2 separate regions of the Mus musculus genome follow, and region 1 is linked to region 2. The links are chromatin contacts, called in public HiChIP or PLAC-seq maps. All regions are on one chromosome and are shown on one strand. Each heading gives the region's core, a stretch centred on a gene start, on an enhancer-like site or on the middle of the called end of the contact. The rest is flanking DNA. Distances are from core to core; before and after follow the strand shown.

Region 1 (3,439 bases), core at 341-2,840, 300 kb before region 2:
AACTGGCCTTTCATTCTTTTGGCATTCTTTGTTTTCTGTCTAGGTGGGAAAGGCAGTCAGGCTGGAGGGCTGGAGAGTAACCAAAACCAAGTGTCTGTACCTCCAGGGCTTTGTGAAGACTAGACGGGACCTGGAACATTCTAAGCACCCAGAACATCATTAAAAGGCAAGCTATGAGTGGCACCCTGAACTACAGTAGTGCCACACTGAGCCCATAAGTCCTAAGAGCCTCAGGGAGCACACGTGGTTTGCAGTCATCATAGACAACCAACAACTCAATGGTGGACAGTCAAGACAAGCTACCATTCTTCAGTATGACCTTGACGTGAGGCACAGAGCCTGGAGTTTTAGACCAAGGCCATCAGGGTCCTCCCATCTACCTAAGAAGGAAGAAGGAACCCAGTTAACTAGACTGGCAGTCAAATGAACTACATGTGTATTAGAAATAATTTTTCCAAGGAAACAGGTAAGGGGTATAGTGTGACTCAGTAGAGGATGTTCGTTTACCGTGTGTTACGATCCAAGTTCAATGGCCCATACTACAGAGAGAGAGAAAAAGAAGTCTGGTTTTGGTGGTGTGGGTGAATCAGAACTCACGAGTTATGTATGACACAGAGCAAGCAGGACCAAGTGCGTTTCTTTTCATTTTTCTTGCACAAAAAAAAAAAAAAAAAAAATCTCATACACAGTCCAGACTAGCCTTGAGCTTTCTGTGTAGCACAGGCTGACCTCAAATTCAAAATCCTCCTACCTATGCCTTCCAAGTGTGAGTCCCCTGGCGCTGCCTTGCCAACCTGCAGTGCTTTTAAGAAAAATCATTTTAGAAACACTTGCTATAAAATAAAGGCTGGCCAATGGCTTTGCCAGATCAAACAAAAAAATTAAGAGTTCCAATGCAATCGGGACTACACAATTCCCTCCAAGACCTACTACGCTCCTGAGTTCACACAGAAGCCAAAAAAATCACCCCCCGGCCCGGGGCAGACACAAAGACGCTTCCTGCAACTCCCATACGAGTGCAGTCTGGGACAGAGGTCACGGGCCGACCTGACCTGCAGGATGGGGCTTCAAGGCCATGTCTATCACCTACACCAGGATAGAGTCAACACAGCGACGGAAGAGGTCATCGAGTGACCTCTCCCAACCTCCATCCCAGGGAGAACCGCAGTCACCCGCAAGGCCTTGCACAAGGCCTGCACACACAGGACAAGACGTCTCTCCCACCTCCCAGTGGTCCCCCAGTGCAGAGAATCTGGAACAGGTCCCCCTCCGCCACCAGCCCCGATCTGCGCCTGCGCACAGCGAGGCCTGCCTAAGCGCGCCCCGGGAAGCGAGCGGAGGGCGAGGCCGGTACCGCAGGACTGCCCGGTTCCCGGGACCCAGGGGACGCTATAGCGTTCTTCTCTACCAGACCAGGGGACCCTTCTAAGCTCACCGGTGGCCAGAAGGCTGGCGAAGAGGGCGAGGGCGTACATGGCGCCGCTTCACTTCGCAGGCTGCAATGCAGAACGTCAGCTGACCAGACGAATATAAATCTACCCCCCAACCTCGCCGCAGACGCCAGTGCGCAGGCGCGGGCCCCGCCCAAACTGGGCGCAGCTTGACTCAGCGTCGCGCAGCGCGCCTGCGGGGAGGGAGGGTGCGAAGAGGAGCAGGCTGAAAACGCCCAGGGAAGGTGGCGGGAAGGCGCGGGTGGTGGTAATAAAAGAAAACCATATCTGGTGATTAAATCAAGGTCAGGCGCCGAACGGTATCTAACGCCTCTCTTTACCTTTGCAATGTGAGGAATCCAGCCCAGGGCTGGTACCAAGCCCTGAACTGCATCTTGTGCTCCCCCACCCCACCCCACCCCTGAGCCCCAGCATCTTTTAAGTATTACTATTTGTTTTTGAGATGCCGAGTCACTATGGCCTTGCTGGTCGACAATTCAGTGTCGCAGCAGACCTGGAACTCTCAACCTTCTGCCTCAACCCCTTGGAGAATGGTTGGGGGTTGGGGGGCGGGAGCAGGGATTTTTGTTTGCAGTCGCCGGTATTGAACCCAAGGCATTATACTTGATATCAAGTGTTGTACCTCCAAGCTGCACACCACCATTCCCCCCACCCTCCCAGCTCACTCCTTACTTTATTTTTGAAAGAGGGTGTCACCAAATTCCCCAGAAAGTCTCTGAACATGTAATTCTTCTGCCTGACCCTTGTACAGTGGTAGTTAGGGGTTTTTTGTTTGGTTGGTTGGTTGGTTTGGTTTGGTTTGGTTTTTGGTTTTTCGAGACAGGGTTTCTCTGTGTAGCCCTGGCTGTCCTGGAACTCACTTTGTAGACCAGGCTGGTCTCGAACTCAGAAATCTGCCTGATTCTGCCTCCCGAGTGCTGCTGGGATTAAAGGTGTGTGCCACCACGCCTGGCGGTGATTAGTTTTTTTGGTTAGTTTTTTTGTTCGTTTGTTTGTTTGTTTGTTTTGGTTTTTCGAGACAGGGTTTCTCTGTATAGCCCTGGCTGTCCTGGAACTCACTTTGTAGACTAGGCTGGCCTCGAACTCAGAAATCTGTCTGCCTGCTGGGATTAAAGGCGTGGGCCACCACGCCCGGCTAGTGGTTAGTTTTTTAAGACAGGGTTTCCTGTAGCCCAAAGAGGCTGACAACTGGCTGTGCAGCTGAGGATTCGTGTATCTCAGGCAGTCCTCGAACTTCAGTCACTTCCAAATCCTGATCTGCCTGCCTGTGCTACCATACATGTTCTGTTTGGTTCTAGGAACCAAACCCAGGCCTTCAACTCATGTCGGGCAATGACTCTACCAACTGAGTGGCATCTCCAGCCCCCATTTATTGTGATTCGTGCCGTGCTAACAGATGAGACTCAAGCACAAACAGGTTACAGATTTGCCTACATCTTTACACTCAGGATTCAAATTCACAGGCTGCCATTCTGCAGTTGTCAATCAATACAAACTCAGAAAACGGCAAACGAGAGACGCCTTTATTTGTGATCTTGGGAACTGCAGACTGCAAGATAGACTCAGAGGTCTCTGAATCAGTGTTGGTGAGAAGGCAGGGAGAATGGAAGTCTGAGTGTGTAAGCAGAAAAAAAAGAGGAAAAAAAAAACAATAAAAATGTATTTTAGGCAACTTGTGTTGCTTGGAGAAAGAACAGATGCTGTGTAATAGACTCGTGACGGATGGAAGATAAAGACAAGCATGCATGCCCACGCTTCTAGTCCTAGCATGGGGGAGGCAGAGGCAGGAGGATCTCTAGGGCCCCTAAGCCACATAGTAAGACTCTGTCTCAAAAAAAAAAAAAAAAAAACAGTAAAATAACATTTCAAAAATTGGTTCTGGGGGCTGGAGAGATGGCTCAGTGGTTGAAGGCACCAAGTGCTCTTCCAGAGGTCCCAAGTTCAAATCTCAGCACCCACAGGACAGTTCACGACTTTCTGTAACTCCA
Region 2 (3,200 bases), core at 307-2,806:
CACTGAGCACTAACTCAGCCTCTGTAGGTCTATTCGCTGATAGGCCATGGTGCTGAGCAAGACGCAGTCCTCAGCCCATGGAGTCTGTGGAAATAGCAGACGCAACAAAGGAACTTAAGTAGAAAGTTTGGGGTGCTGTAAGATATCACAGCAGAAAGGAGGGATCCAGCTGGGACACAGAGGTCTACTTTCCAGAAGGGATATGGTTAGACCAAGACCTGAGCCAAAAGCAGGTGGGGAAGAGAACTTTCTAGGTAGAAGGAATTAAATGTGTTGGGAGTCCTTGGGTAAGCAAAGGCCCGTGCTCTGTGGGCTATGGGTGGCTTGCTGTGGATGGTTCCGCAAGCAGTGGGACCAAACTTGGACCCCTCAGAGACTGTGTGGGGCCCACTGAGGGCTGCAGAGGGGAACCGCCAAGATCTGGTTCTGATGCAGAGCTGAGTTGAGGGTGTGGTAGAACACTGGTGGGAGGCGGGGAGATGGAGTGAGAAATGGCTGCCCTTGGAGTTGAAGACAGGAGGATGGATCTCATCCAGGAGCTGCTCCAGAGGGCCCTGGGAAGGACGTGGTGGTTGGTGGAATTGGCCCGATTTCTCGTGTCAGGTAATAGCGTTGGCTAGGATGAGGGTTTGCAGACAGGAGCAGGTTAAGGAAGCCTCCCGAGGCTGTGAGGCTAGGTTCTAAGAGAATGGGCTGTAACTCGGATTCCTGATTCAGCAGCCTAGAAGTGTTTGGTAAGCCACAGGAAGGTAAGGAGTGTAACTCAGTGGCACAGTTACTGCCTGGAATATATGAGGGCCTGAGTTCCATCCCCAGCACACAAGAAAATCCATGGCAGGGTACAGATGACACTGTCCAGAAAATCTGTGAAGTAAGCAGAGGATTGTACCCAACAGGGTTCTCCAGGAGCTGCTACCAACCTTGTGTAGGCAGAGGGGTGCCAGGAAATCGACAGGCAGTCGGTTACCAGAGAACAGAAGCAGGAAGGTGGCACCCAAAAGTCAGAGGCAGACAGCAGAATCTAGGGCAGCCACACAAGTGAGCTTGGGGCTGAAGGCAGCTGCTTGACCTTGTCTTCATCTCAGCCACATCAGAGGTCGGGGGAGCACTGCCTGCTTGGGGGCGAGGGGCTGGGGTTGGGGGGCAAAGCCTAGGAAGCCTTAAAGTCCTTTGTCAGGAGGTGGCAAGGGAAGGGACTGCTGGAGCTGAGACGCTGAGAAGTGGGAACAGATGACAAGCAGAAACCGGTTGAAGATGGAGGGGAAAGGATACTGCTGATGTGGGTAGCCTTCTAGGTGACCTGACAGGAAGTTGAGGGAGGTCCCATCTGATGGCTCCTGTCTGTGAACTGGCCAGCAGTCTTGGGAGGAAGTTGATAAGCAGTTCCCACAGCCCAGCAATGGGATGGGGGAAAATAAGTAGCTGCTGGTGGAGGGTTTGCATGGCAAGGGCAAGGGCATAGGCAAATTGCTGTGCTGGGCTAGAGGGCAGGGGAAGTGAAAGCAGGAAGACAGATGCTGGGGCCATCGGCATTAGCAACTCGCAGGAGTCGGAGTGAGTACTCAGCCAGCATGTGCCACACCGCAGGTTACAACAGCACCATGGGTGACACATGTGGCGACAGTTCCCAGGCCTGCCTGCGCCTCACAAGTGAAAATGCAGGCTTTAAGCCAGGTGTGGGGGGTACGCGCCTTTAATCCCAGCACCTGGAAAGCAGAGGCAGGAGGATCTCTGTGAGTCAGAGGCCTGCCTGGACTACAGAGTGAGCTCCAGACTAAAGCTATGTCTCAAACACAGGGTATCAAACCAGGTGAGGTGCACACTGTAATCCCAGCACTAAGGCCATGGCAGTCAGAGGATCAGAAGTTCACTGTCTGTGCTAAGGAGATGACTTGGTGGTTAAGAGCACTGGTAGCTCTTCTAGGAGATCTGGGCTCAATCCCTAACCCTCATGTGTGGCAGTTCACAAACACCTGTAACTCCACTCCAGGGGATCTAATGCCCTCTTCTGGCTTCTGGACACATACATGCAGACAGTACACTCAGACACATAAAATAAATAATTTTTAAAAAACCTAAGTACTGACTGGAGAGATGACTCAGCGGGTAAGAGCACTGACTGCTCTTCCGAAGGTCCTGAGTTCAAATCTCAGCAACTACATGGTGGCTCACAACCATTCATAATGAGATCTAATGCCTTCTTCTGGAGTGTCTGAAAACAGCTATGGTATGCATACATATAATAAATATTTTTTTAAATTAAGTTCTACATGATCATTCTCAGCTACATACTAAGGTTGGACAATAGCCTAGATTACATGACACCTTGCTTTAAAATAAATAAGGGGCTAGAGAGATGGTTCCATGGTTAAGAGCACTGACTGCTCTTCCAAAGGTCCTGGGTTCAGTTCCCAGTAACCACATGGCAGCTCACAACTGTCTGTAACTTCTGTTCCAGGAAATCTGACACCCTCACATAGACATACATGCAGGCAGGACACCAGTGTACATAAAATAATTTTTTTTTAATTTAAAAATAATAAAGGCTGGGAAGATGGCTCACAGGGTGGCCCTTACCACTTGAGCCTAAGGAGCCAATCTCCAGAACCTGCGTGGGTATAAATGCCAGGTAGGCATGGCGATTTGCTTATAATTCTGTACTCAAGAGACAGGTCCCTGAGGCAAGGTGGCGAGCAGGAACAGCAAGCTCTGGCTTCAGTTGAGAAGCACTGCCTCAGTGAATAAAGAAAACATCCAGTGTTACTTTTTGGCCTGCATGTGCACACACATGAACGTGCATAGCTGGATACCACATAAATAAAGAAAAACTACAGTCTCCTCTCTCTTCCTGGTACCCAGTATGTAGCCTCAGGCTCAAGTGTGACTCTTCTGTAGTCAGATTTGGAAGTCATTTGGAACAAAGGAGCAGCAGCAAGCAGAGACTATTCAGTGTGGCAGCTGCAGGCCCGCCCTAGTCCAGGAGGCTGCAGAAGCAGGCTGGGAGCTGGGTATGAGGAGGGTGGCAAAGACAATTTCATAGTGATAAGTCCAGGCTGTGGGTGGAAGGATGCTCCAGTTAGCCCAGCAGAGGGGAAAGTGTCAAAACCAGTGTTCCAAGCCCAGGGAACAGCATGTGCAAAGACAAGGCCACATCTGTTGAACTCTGGTCACTTGGTGTAGCTGGAACACACACCGTGTAA

What was found. HiChIP or PLAC-seq counts read pairs in DNA pulled down with a chosen protein or histone mark.
Region 1: a contact with region 2 is called in an H3K4me3 HiChIP or PLAC-seq map of pro-B cells, with 4 times the contacts expected there. The contact joins the promoter of Psap here to the enhancer-like site in region 2. A contact is called at or near these places in 2 of 39 promoter capture datasets (the C10 cell line and pre-B cells), 5 of 115 datasets of contacts at active chromatin or transcription factors (T-cell acute lymphoblastic leukemia, bone marrow-derived dendritic cells, forebrain and 2 more) and 2 of 9 other capture datasets (adipose tissue and liver).

Annotation. Positions count from the first base shown.
Region 1 is chr10:60,275,779-60,279,217 of GRCm38.p6, reverse strand. Psap (prosaposin) reads right to left here and starts at 1,590. Exons shown (of 15, transcript NM_011179.3): 1 at 1,436-1,590. The coding sequence starts at 1,475.
Region 2 is chr10:59,979,292-59,982,491 of GRCm38.p6, reverse strand. No RefSeq gene overlaps it. Among named protein-coding and RNA genes, the nearest start is that of Ascc1, 22 kb to the left of the region's middle. Within about 2 kb of position 1,556, at least 182 of the 459 cell types and tissues checked have an H3K27ac peak or open chromatin away from gene starts, as enhancers often do. A contact at or near this core is called in T-cell acute lymphoblastic leukemia, adipose tissue, liver and 2 more, where this site is marked.